Linked DNA regions of Mus musculus: regions 1 and 3 are each linked to region 2. Evidence: chromatin contacts called from public Hi-C and HiChIP or PLAC-seq data. All regions are on one chromosome and are shown on one strand. Each heading gives the region's core, a stretch centred on a gene start, on an enhancer-like site or on the middle of the called end of the contact. The rest is flanking DNA. Distances are from core to core; before and after follow the strand shown.

What was found. Hi-C and Micro-C count contacts between places; a contact is called where the count stands out from the background. HiChIP or PLAC-seq counts read pairs in DNA pulled down with a chosen protein or histone mark.
Region 1: an H3K27ac HiChIP or PLAC-seq map of hepatocytes shows a contact between it and region 2, with 3 times the contacts expected there. The contact joins two enhancer-like sites. A contact is called at or near these places in 1 of 484 Hi-C or Micro-C datasets (bone marrow-derived macrophages), 1 of 115 datasets of contacts at active chromatin or transcription factors (hepatocytes) and 1 of 9 other capture datasets (embryonic stem cells).
Region 3: a contact with region 2 is called in a Hi-C map of liver, with 2.6 times the contacts expected there. The contact joins two enhancer-like sites. A contact is called at or near these places in 2 of 39 promoter capture datasets (the HPC-7 cell line and cranial neural crest), 2 of 484 Hi-C or Micro-C datasets (bone marrow-derived macrophages and liver), 1 of 115 datasets of contacts at active chromatin or transcription factors (embryonic stem cells) and 1 of 9 other capture datasets (embryonic stem cells).

Annotation. Positions count from the first base shown.
Region 1 is chr10:21,667,152-21,671,165 of GRCm38.p6, reverse strand. No RefSeq gene overlaps it. Among named protein-coding and RNA genes, the nearest start is that of Gm5420, 22 kb to the left of the region's middle. Within about 2 kb of position 2,000, at least 47 of the 459 cell types and tissues checked have an H3K27ac peak or open chromatin away from gene starts, as enhancers often do. A contact at or near this core is called in hepatocytes, where this site is marked.
Region 2 is chr10:21,442,779-21,446,711 of GRCm38.p6, reverse strand. No RefSeq gene overlaps it. Among named protein-coding and RNA genes, the nearest start is that of Aldh8a1, 67 kb to the right of the region's middle. Within about 2 kb of position 2,256, at least 23 of the 459 cell types and tissues checked have an H3K27ac peak or open chromatin away from gene starts, as enhancers often do. A contact at or near this core is called in hepatocytes and liver, where this site is marked.
Region 3 is chr10:21,684,075-21,688,410 of GRCm38.p6, reverse strand. No RefSeq gene overlaps it. Among named protein-coding and RNA genes, the nearest start is that of Gm5420, 4.6 kb to the left of the region's middle. Within about 2 kb of position 2,765, at least 98 of the 459 cell types and tissues checked have an H3K27ac peak or open chromatin away from gene starts, as enhancers often do. A contact at or near this core is called in liver, where this site is marked.

The sequences.
Region 1 (4,014 bases), core at 751-3,250, 220 kb before region 2:
CATTTTCTGTATCCATTCCTCTGTTGAGGGACATCTATGTTCTTCCCAGGTTCTGGCTATTATAAATAAAGCTGCTATGAACATAGTGGGGCATGTAATCTACATGTTATACATGGGAGGATAATTTACCTTAATTACTTCCTCACTACTCAAGCCAAGAGTGGATCCTTCCAATATTAAAAGGATAACAGTATTCCTGCTTTGCTTCCTATTCTTGTTACTATTCTGCTCTATAATAAAGAAATCTCTAACCTAGCCCACAACTGAAGTTTTAACATATGGATTATTGGGAATCATCATTCTCTACTGTATAAGTCAGAGGTCAATCTTTAGTCCCAGATTATCTGTACTGGCAAGACTCTTGACATCATATGTCACAGCAAACTCAGGAGCTAATTTGGCTGAAGGACTCTCTCTCATGTCAGAAGATTTTTAATTAAAAGTTTTATTTTAGATGATATCTTCTACTCAAACATAAGGCAAAGAAAAGAAAGACACACAAACTGCATCTCATGGGTTTTGGTGTGACAAGTATTTCTTAAAGCAAAACATTTAGCAATATGCAAACATTTTTGTGAAACTTGTTCCCATTTTCTTTTCACTGTTGTTTGGATGGGAGAAGAGGAAAGAAGAATTCCTTATGATGGCACACAGACGTGGGTTAGTCACTGTGGCCTCTCACATAAACGGCCCCCATCAGGTTCTAGACCGTGGTTTGGAAGATGAACTATCAAGCGGGCAAGTTCAGTACTTTTCCACTTGGAGCCTCTGTGCAGACAGAGTGCCGTGGTCTGGAGTGGAAAGGCCTTGTTCTTACACAGGGAGTTTCATTTTCACTGCTACACTGTTACTGACTGCCTAGGCTCTCTTGGGACTCCTAACTCTATATCCTTCAATGTTTAACATCCTCATACTGTTTTTAGTTAATGATAATGAGAACTAAATCAGTGTGTTCAGATGAAGTTTTGGATTGTTATTGGATGACAGTTTCACCTACAGACAGATAAGTGATCTACTTCTGTGGTCATAGGAGCTGGCCTTGAAAGTCTCTAAAAAGAACCCTGAGAGCTGGCCAGCTTTCGGCACTGAGTATGGAAATGTCATCACGTCAATGTAGCTATAATGCCCACTTCCACTTGTTCTGCCATCAGCATCTGGGCATGGCTTGTTTTATTTTTGCATCCTCTGCGTCATTAAATGATAACGTTTAGAAAAGTCACATTTCATCGTGGCTGACAGTATCTCATGAGCACAGAGCTTAATAAAACAAAGCTGTAGTAAGGGTTTTGGCTTTGCTTCATATTTCATTTCCTGTCCGTGGCTTATTGTTCTTGGGGCTGGGGAGCATTCCGACGTCTTTTAGAATATAGAATTCACTTACGGGCAGCAGCCGTCCATTCACATCGGGCTAAGGGAAGGAAACAAAGGACACTGTAGTTCTCAGCAACACGAACAAGTTCATCTTGTGGCCTTCATCTTCATTGACATTTGGCGTGGGTTAAACTTGAGCTAAAGGGCTTGATTATTCAAAGTTCTCTGACTTTTTCTTGTTTACGTTGGCATTCTGATTCTGAAGTCTGAACCAGACTTTTCCTTTTATCCATTCCACCTTAGACCATGGATTACCAGAATAAAATATCCAGTGAGGTAGAAAGAAAGGTTGAGGCATGTGGGGGATAGTGAGAAAGGTCACAGCTGGCTAGGATTTTGCCATGCGCTGAGTTTTGAAAAATTTGTTACAGGATTTTAAAGTGTATTTTCCGCTCACTAAAAAAACCACTTGTGGAAACTATCGTGGCCGCCGTGGGAAAAGGAAAATGCTGGAAAAAGGAAAATATGCTCACCTCTGCTTCACCTTCTGCATAGAGGGGCAGACAGGACGACTCGCTCGCTCCTCCTCCGCCTATAGAGGAGGAAACAGAGAGGAATCTGCTGGAGAGCATCTGATCTGTTTCAGGAAAGAGAGCAAGGCAGGCTTGGGACCACCCGCGGTCACTTCCTGTGCAGAAGCGGGCTTCAGGCACACACCAGTCAGTGCCGCAGCCTCCCTGGAGCCAGGCGTTTCTATTGTGATGCCTAAAACAGGAAAAAACGGACACGTGTTTATGTGTGCGTCAGATACTTGGAAATCCACCGTTTTCTTGGCAACATCAGGATGTTTGTTTGTTTGCCCATTACCTCCCACCCACGAACTAAACAAATGTAAAGCCAGAGAAACGGCGTTTACAGTAGTTCAGAACGCGGGTCCTTTATGCCAATGTTTCCTTCTTAGGTCAAACTAAGACGTCCTACAGGAAGTAAACGCAGAAAATGAAAACTAAAAATTAATCAGATATATAAATATCTGGCCATGCCTACTATCTCAACATTGGGAGGACCAGGAGTTCAAGGTTATCCTCTGATGTATAACATGCTTGAGGTTCACACAGACTAGATGAGATGCTGCTTCAAAAAAAAATACATGTTATGTATATATGCAACAAAATACACACATGTGCACACAGGAACTAGAAGGTAACAAAGCGATGGATCTGAAAAACGCTTCAAGAGTTATATCGATGCAAATTTAGTCAAGTAAAATATTTTTAAATTAATTAATTTTTTTACACTCCATACTTTATTCTCCCCTTCCCCCGTTTCCCCCTGTCTACCCTCCTACTGCTCCACATTCCACACCTCCTCCCCATCCTCTGTCTCCACGTGGATGTCCCCACCTGGCCTCTAAACTCCCTGGAGCCTCCAGTCTCTTGAGGGTTAGGTGCATCATCTCTGAGTGAACACAGACCCAACAGTCCTCTACTGTATGTGTGTTGGGGGCCTCCTATGAGCTGGTGTATGCTGCCTGGTTGGTGGTGCAGTGTTGGAGAGATCTCAGGGGTCCAGATTAATTGAGCTGGTCCTACTACAGGATCACCCTTCTCCTCAGCTTCTTTCAGCCTTTCCCTAATTCAACCACAGGGGTCAGCAGCTTCTGTCCATTGGTTGGGTGCAAATATCTACATCTGACTCTTTCAGCTGCTTGTTGGGTCTTCAGGAGTGTGGTCATGCTAGGTCCCTTTTTGTGAGCGCTCCATAGTCTCAGTAATAGTGTCAGGTCTTGGGATCTCCCCTTGGGCTGGGTCCCACTTTGGGCCTGTCACTGGACCTTCTTTTCCTCAGGTTCCTCTCCATTTCCATTCCTGCAATTCTTTTAGACAGAAACAATTATGGGTCAGAGTTGTGACTGTGGGATGGCAACCCCCTCCCTCACTTGATGCCCTGTCTTCCTGCTGGAGGTGGGCTCTATAAGTTCCCTCTCCCTACTATCGGGCATTTCATCAAAAGTCCCTCCCTTTGAGTCCTGAAAGTCTTTCACCTGCCAGGTCTCTGGTACATTCTGGAGCCCCCCCCACCCCCAACCTCCTATCTCCTGTTTCCATTCTTTCTGCTGGCCCTCAAGGCTTCAGTCCTTTTCCCTCATCTAATACCAGATCAGGTCACCCCACCTCCACTTTTAATAAAGAAAACCAAGTAAAAGACATAAAGGAGGAATGAAGAAATGGCTGAGTTGTAAGAGCCCTTTTCCCTCTTCCAAACTGAGTTCCTGTCACCACATGGCAGCTCACAACCATGCTTGTCCATGGGATCTGATGTCTTCTCCTGGTCTCTGAGTACACAAGGCGTGCATGTAATGCACATACATGCATACATACATACAGGCCAACATTGACATGGATAAAATAAAGTAAAAAGGAATCTTTAGGGTATGATGTATCTTCCTGTACCTAACCTGAGAAAGGTAGTGAACTCATGAGTATTTTAAAAAATAAAGGGTTTAAAGGTTAACATAAAACTCGCCGGAATATAAGAAGCTGTGGACTCTGTCCCCAACATTGAACCCTCACACTCACACATGTGAACGCACAGCTTTCAGACCCTCTCTTGGTCATTTTTGAAGGATTTCCTGTGACCTGGGTTTTAAGGAGCTCACTACCACGTGTGGCCTCCATTCTTTCTTTTTTTTCTTTTTCTTTA
Region 2 (3,933 bases), core at 1,007-3,506:
CAGGTCAGACGGCGGGATGAGGCAAAGGAACGGGGAGGAAGACCAATAAAACCATGTGTGTGCAGGCACCACAAGAAAATCTGCTCCTTGTATGTAAACTTAAAAATTAAATTACATGTAAAATTTCCAAATATTTTTATTAATTCTTCGAAAATTTTAAACAACGTTTCATGATCACAGTCACCTCAACTCCTCTCAGATTCACCCCAATTACTTACCCACCCCAACTTCATCTTTTTTTTTTTTTAATTAACTCACTGACTCTAATTTGTACTGGCCAAATATTCCTGGGTTTGAGAACATCCACTGTGGTGAGTCTGACCTACTGGGAGCCACACCCTTAAAGAAAACAGATTCTCCCTTCCCCAGAGGCCATTAGCTTTCAATCGCTTTTCAGCTAAGGGTGGGTTCATGCCCTCTTCCCCTTCTGGCTAGAATGTTGACTGGCTTGATCATGTGCAGGTCATGTGCAGTAAGCTAGAGCTGTGTGTTCATGCATACAGTGTCCTTGTCACATCTAGAAGACACAGTTTCTACTGGTCTCTTTCAACCTTCTTAGTAAAATATAAAAATATAATATAAAATATACATTTTATATTATATTTATATTATATATGTAATATGTATTGCATATATAAAATAAATATATAATTAAAATATATAGAGAATTTTTACATATACATATAGTTGTATGTGTGTATGTGTGTGTGCTTTAATTCTAGAATTGACAATAAAGCCAACTCAGCTAAAGTTGTAATTTTGTCCTTGGAAAGGACATTTAAACTTTGCTACAACACTGGAAGTTGATATTTCAATTGCTTTCATTTTACTGTCAGGAAACGGAATCCCTGTGAAGATTTCTAGGCCGCCTGGAGGCACATGACTGCCAAGTTCTTAGTGGCTGCAAAACCCGGGCAGAGACTCACACCCTTTACTACAGCTCACCCCTCCCTGGGGTCTTAGAGCTCCTAGGCTGAGCATAGCCATGAGTTTCGTTTATTTGAAAGACACAAAGTCATCAAGAAAAGCTAGGGCAGGAGGTGCCTTCCCCTGTTGCCCTTGCTGCAGCCCTGGCCATCCCACCGAGTTCTTCGACATCACAATGATTGATAAGCCCTTGAGATGGATCTTCTTTGAGCCGTTTGCAGACTAAATTCCAAAGACAGCAGAAAACTTTGGTGTTCTGAGCCCTGCAGAGAAAGGATTCGTATCTAAAGTTTCCTTCTGTCACACAGTTGTTCCAGGATCCATGTGCCAGGGTCATGACTCCACACAGCATAATGGCACTGGTGGCAGGTCACTTTGCAAGAAGAAATCTAAAGATGAGAGTTTCATCCTGCAGCATACAGGTCTTGTCCATGGCAAACACTGATGCAAACACAAATGGTTCTGTTGTTCACTGCTAAGACTGTGGCTGGTCTTTGGGAAGGTGAAAGAAGTGGGAGTGCATCATTGTGGAATCCATGGAGTGTTTGGGATCTAGGGAGGGCAAGATCTGGAAGAAAATACCCATTGCTGACAGTGGACAGTTCTAACCCTTTTGACCTGCAGGATCTTACCCGCCATTCTTTCTGTAGCTCTGGAAAGTGCCCCCACCCCGTCTGCTCACAAGCTCCTGGAATCTCTGCTTTTCCCTGACAGTCTTTGGCTTTCATATTTTCCTCATTTCCCACCCCCCAAGTCCAGCAGGATTGCAGAGTCAAGGTTATGAACTTAAAACTACATATGAAAAAATAAAGAGGAAAATTAGAACACTGGAAATATCTATTTTGAAGTAGTCGGCAAAATAGAAAACTGTTGTTTCTATATATTGTTAACTCAAAACGAAAGTTATTCTAAATCCCTAAGGGGACTCACTTTCTTTCATTGAGAAATCAATGTATATGATTTAAAAACAATAAAGCAATATGAATGCTGTTTGCTTCTTACAAAGGACTGATGTGGGTGGTGTGTGCACACATTGATCGTCGAGGTCACGGTACAGAGACAGCTTGCCAATATTGCATCAGAAATGAGGGCCGTGCTAGCTTGCCTGCTCCAGCTGCGAGGACCACTCCAGGTGTCTCCGGTGGGAGAGCTCTACCACACAGACCAATCTACGGTGAGAGATGCCTGTGGGCCCCAGCTCAAAGCAAACAGAAGCCCGTGTAGGTTGATATTGACGTCAGCCACACCACTGGCATGACAGCCAGGAGAGCTAATCTGTTTGTACAGATAACCTTTGCTGCAGACCCAGCCTATGCCAACATTTAGATTGGGCCACCCTCAGCTCCTCCACCAACATGACCTCTCACCACTGTGTTTTGGGTGGCCAAACTGTAATGACCTTAGTTGAATGCAGAAAGAGCCAAGCCCTGCAGTCTATGTATCAATGCTAAAGCAAGATGGTGAGGCAGGGATCCCAGCTGTGTGACCATGAAGGAACTAGTCCTGGATCCTCCTCTGAGCCTCGGGTCCCTTGTCTGTAAGCTGGAAGAGTGTGCTAGCACTCACTTCAGGAGAGGGAGCAAGGGCTGCATGGGTGGGCACACCAGCAGAGGCTGGCGTACAGGAAGCAAAAGCTGCCATTTTTACCTTCCCAAACATTCAAGAAGCCTTACCCCTCTCCTCCCTGTGCACACACCCACCAGCTTAGGCTTCCATGTCTCCAGAGACTCATTTATTTGCAACCTTTCATACAAACGGAATAATATAACATGTAGCTTTTCCTTTTAAGAAGATGGAATGGAACCAGAAAGCCTTTATATTTTACAAGGCACAAAGCAGGCTCCACCACCCCTCCCCCAGAAGACCACAGCATCAGCCGCTTCCCCTCACAGGCACAGCCTCTCAGTGGGCTGACAGGAGGAGGCTCAGCCTGATTTGGAGTTATGAAACATTTTAAGCACTGAAGCTCATTTCCATCCCACGGATTACAACAGGCCGTCTGTCCCACAACACTTCCACAGAGGTTTCAGGACGCCCCTCAGGACAGCCTCTCATTACTGGCTAATTATGTCCCCTGCTAGGACATGAATTCCTTCAGCTCTGACCTTCAGGAGGGGCCTTCGGATAGAAATAAGAAATGTTTCTTCAAACACGGGGTAGTCCCAGGCTAAGACTCTCCACGTGTTTACAGCCTAACAGTAGCGAGCCTTGCTTTTAAACACAGTCAGGCCATCTTTTGATCAGGAGAGTGCCATTGAATTACTTCTAGAAAGAAAAACCAAATATGGCTTAGAGAGGAAGAAGTCATGTGGCGTGAAAGCCATTTCAATTTCGTTCCTGATTTGAGAAGAAAGACCGGTATGCTTCTAAGAGTCTCAGAATCTTGCCATCTTCTGGCACGTAGTCCTGGAGATCACTGAGTGGAGGGCAATTGGCCACAGCTACGGGTCCAGCTAGGAATTAAAAACAGTAACAGCCCACGGCCAGTGAGCTACAGAGAGCAGGCAGGAGCAACATAGCACTGTAGACACCGTAGGCAACTCCAGATCTAGTGTTAGGGAAAAGCACTAGGGTTCATGGAAAACATGCTGCATCCAATTACATTACGCAACTGAAGCTTTGGGGCACCTAAGCATAATTTACTATGAAAATTTGTTTTATAGATATTTCCGTGGTAAATTATGGAACTAAATAATTTTATTCAGAAGTATATAATAAAGAGGGCAGTGGATCTGGGACTCAAAATACCTAAAGCAAACCATGGCTCAATCATTCCGTCTCTTTGTACCTTAGATAAATGTCAGCTTGGTCTTTCTCCACTTCCATTGTAAGATAGCGGCACTCCCAGTTCTAAGACTTCACTGACATCTAGTTTCACCAATGAGCTGATACTAGTTCTGACACAGCCTTGACCTCTCCCAGAGTCAGGATGAATTCCAAGAAGTAGAAAACAAGTCATGGCCCCTGTTCCTCTAGCTTGAGAATTAGATAGAATTTCCAGAAAGG
Region 3 (4,336 bases), core at 1,516-4,015, 240 kb before region 2:
GACTTCGCACAGTGACACTTTGTTACTCAGCCTTAAGGGAGAAACATAACATTTAAAGTCCTTTTAAACAAATTCCATTTTCAGGAGTATTGACAACCATTCCATCCATTATTGCCCCAAAAGGGAAAGAAACTCAGAGTGGAGCAGAATACCCTTCTTAGGCTTTTCCTTTCTCTTGCCAACTTCACAGTGAGGGCTCATTTCTGAATAGTAAGCATATACTCCCCTCCCCTCTAGAACAACCTGGGGTGTAAAACAAAACAACAAAAATCTCCTGGGTCGCAAAAAGCAACCCCTCTTTTTTTAAAAGCATCTCTGTAAAGCAGTCAGCTCTGTAGATTATTCATGCTGCATGCATTTTCTAATAGGTAGTCGACAGCACTCCTATGAATGCTCATGATTTTCATATTAAAGTGGAAGAAACCCCGATGCCCTTTCCCCTCCACTCTTCCTTTGAAAACCCTGCTCGCTCCTGCGGAGAAGCCGCATCTCTCCTCCCCGAAGCACCGTTCTAGGCTTGTGTAATCATTTCAGCAGGCTGATGCTTTAATAACGATTTTTAAAATGTGAAATGAAACCCGCAGTTAAAGTTTACTGAAAACATAGGTTGCTGTAATTCCGTTGATAAAAGTACAGAAGTAGAAATGATTGGTGTATGTAGCTGCGCTCGGATCACATGACCCATGGCTTCTAGGGTGCAGCTGCTATCTAACCACCCGCTTCACCTCTGGCACCCAACCTGACAAGCATAAAAAGAGAAACAACACTGCAATGCCCCTTATCTCTTCTCTCTTATTATTGTTTTTTTTTTTGGGGGGGGGGAAGGCGAGCCAACAACCTGCCATACATGACTTATCAACAAACACCATCAATATGACACATTCTGTGACTGACTGTATTATGCAATCACCTCTACATGCCTTTGAAACACCGGCCCACACCCACCACCTCCCATAGATATCTAAAGAGAATTACAAAAGAAATACCCTAGATAAGAGATCTAGTCTACCCTAACTTGGACAGGAGAAAGTTGGCCTCGCCTTCATAAATATGCCATCCATCCATAAATATTCATACGTTCCTCTTAAATCAGCATACAGAATCCACCAGCCTTCTAAGCCCCTTTGGAACAGCCCACTCCATCCCTCTTTGCTTTGCTAAATCTACCTGTGGTTAAACTGCCCGTGTCCCTCCATGGAATTCTTCATTTGAGAAGACAAGGAACAAGTGGCACTGCCCATTGAAGAAATCTGCAAGTTATATTGTCTTCATTTTTTTTAACCATATGTGTTCTTTGATTAGTGTAAATATTGTCTACTCTTCACTCATGTAGAAAATTATTACTTAAAAAAATTCACTGACAAAATAACAGCCTGTGAAATCGTATGGCCTCAACACTTATACCTTAGCCAGAAATTATAGTACATAATTAGCAGCACACACACACACACACAGAGTCACAACCCACTCACTTACTCACACACAATTACACAACACACACACACAAACTCACACACCCACTCACATGCTCACTCACATACACTCACATACACACAACTCACACACAGTCACATATACATTCTCACATAGACACTCGGACACACATACACACATACACACACTCACACACATAACACATACTCACATAGAGATGTTCTCACACACACACACACACACACACACACACACACACACACACACGAAGCAGGAAAAAGGCAGGCAGAGAGAAAAAGGAAGCAAAGAGGAAGTGTGAGAAGAAAGACAAAGGAAGGGAAAACACAGAAGAGAGAAAATAAGGAGATAAAAGAAATTGCTCCCATTATGACTTTTAAATAGAAAATCCCTGCTAGGAAAGACAATAATAAGCCAGCATGAAAACAGAACATAGAAACAGAAAAAATTGTCACCTCTCAAATGTGTGTAGGTACTGAGACCAGAGAACTGTGGCTACACTCTTGCTAACCTTTACCATGAGAAACGGTGAATTCAAAGGAGGCACATAACCTTCCTGAACAGGGTTGGATCGGCCCCATCGACAAAGGTGGAAAGGTAAACAAACCAGGGGGCCAGCCCGGAAGTTGAATGCTTCTGTTGGAATCCAGTTGCACCACTGCCACAGTGACCTTGGCTGTGTTATATAATTTATTTACTCTCCTTTCTTCATGTGGGAACCCGTGATAAAGAATCCAGCAACCCTATCCACATCTCAGGGTCATCTGAGGACCGATGAGATCATCCGTTTGTGACAGCTCGATGAAGGTTGTTAAGCACCAAAGTACAGTATAGCATATGACCACAGTGAGCTTCGAGCTGTTCCCAGACTGGCTGGCAGTTGGAAGTCAGATAGAGAAAGGAGGAGGAGATGGGGTACAGCATTTTTTAAAAGGCAACCTGTTCTATTATCCACAGCTGAATTAAACACACAACACAATACACCACCACCACAACAAAACTCCGTGTGGACTTTTCTCTAAGTACTAAGTTTTATCCAACAGAGCTTAGCAACTGCATCTGAACACAGTGAGCTGGAGCAGCTAAAGATACCAGGGGTATTTTTTTTGGTGTTTTGCTTTTAAGTGGTTCTAACAATCCGTGGAGGAAGAAGGGAAGAAGACACAGGTGGCAAAGACTCGTGTGGTCAGGAGTCCTTGTCATCCCCACTCGGGTACAGACCACCGTGGAGAGCAGCTCACTGGAGGCTGCTACTGAGCGACACCCAGCAAACTAAGAGTTCCAGAACCCGCCTGGTGGCTTCTCTCTGACTAGCGGAGCCAAGTGTCTCCTGTCAGAGGTGGCTGGTTAACAGCGTGAGGGACTCAGGACAAGGACAGATGTCAGGGCAGAGAGGCTGACAGTTAAGCTCTCTGGCCTCTGACAGACAGCAGCTCAAACTTTCTGGGCTCCAGGAAGGAAACTCACATTTTGGAAACAGAAACAAAAGGCTTTCCCCTGCAACTGCTAGCATGTCGGACTGAATTTTGGAGGATTTTAAAAAAGAGCCATTGTTCACCCCCTCCCAGGCCTTAGCAAATCTTTCATCACTTTAAAAAAAAAATATGGTCTTAGCCTCAAGGCTTTGTTTGCATGAGGGTGTATGCTGCCCATGAGTGGAAAAGTCCCCTAAAATTTTCCGTTCTCTTATGCCCCTCCCTCCTTTGTCCAGTCATTCAGGTCTTTGTCTATTGTGACCCTAACATGCACTGATTCTCCACATCAACCTCATTTGAAATTTTAAACTTCAAATGCCCTAGTAAAGAAAAGCCACCAGACTCCTTTTGGCATAGAACCAGGTGTCTGAAGAGCCACGTGACAACTTGCTTCCTTAATTAAGTGATCATATTCATTAGAAGTTACATAGTTAAGTCCTTGTCAAAGATGATACATAGTCAGCAATGGATAGGAGCAATTTTGTCCCTAAGAGGACAGAGTTGTTTTTGTATTGCAGTCCCTTTCCCACTTGCAGTCTCTCCTGGCTTCTGTGTCTGGGGCAGGTGTTGACAGCTGTTGTTCTGTGGTAGGAATGGTTAGAGACACCAGCGATGCTGGGTGGACAAATGTCTTCATCGGGAAATCATGTGTGGGTCTGAGATAGGAAGGGCTGATCTGAGCACCACCCTCCCATCAGTCTCAGACATGGCTGCTTTCCTGGTAGCTGTCCTCCATGGTGAATTCTCTTCCGATCCCGCTGGAGCTTGGCACATACACTCACCTCTGTCTTCCTAGACAGGACCCCCTTCTTATCATTTTCTAAGGAAATTGGTGAATAAAGAGGTTATCTATCGGTGGTTGTCAGTTTTCTCTGAGAGAATGGACCAGAAACAAAAGGGAAATGCCTCTGACTGCATGAAGGAGGAGGATGCTTTGCCTAGGAAAGGGCGGTCCCAGGACGGTGGATTCTGAAAGCCCTGCAGTCATTTACCTCAGAGCATCGGCACAGGCGAGCTGGAGAGCAAGTTTTTGAGTTTTTCTCTTCATTATCATGCAAGAACATTTCACACTGCCTTCTGCCTGCAGCACATTTTTACACTTTAAAGCAAATTCAAATTCTTTGAACAGTATAAAAAAAAAAAGAGAAAGAAATCTTAAAGCTAAACAAAATTTAGTCTCACTAGGAATTGGTTGATAAATAATACACTCCTACTGTGAATATATTTTCATAGTGTTAAATATTTATTTATTAAGAAGTAGCATGTTTCCAAAAACATCTCTTTTGATAATCTCCCCAGTGTGGGACATACACACACACACACACACACACACACACACACACACTATAGAATCAATGCTTTGTAGGTAAGAAGAAAAAAACCTTTCAGGTTCTTAAGGAAAATTGATG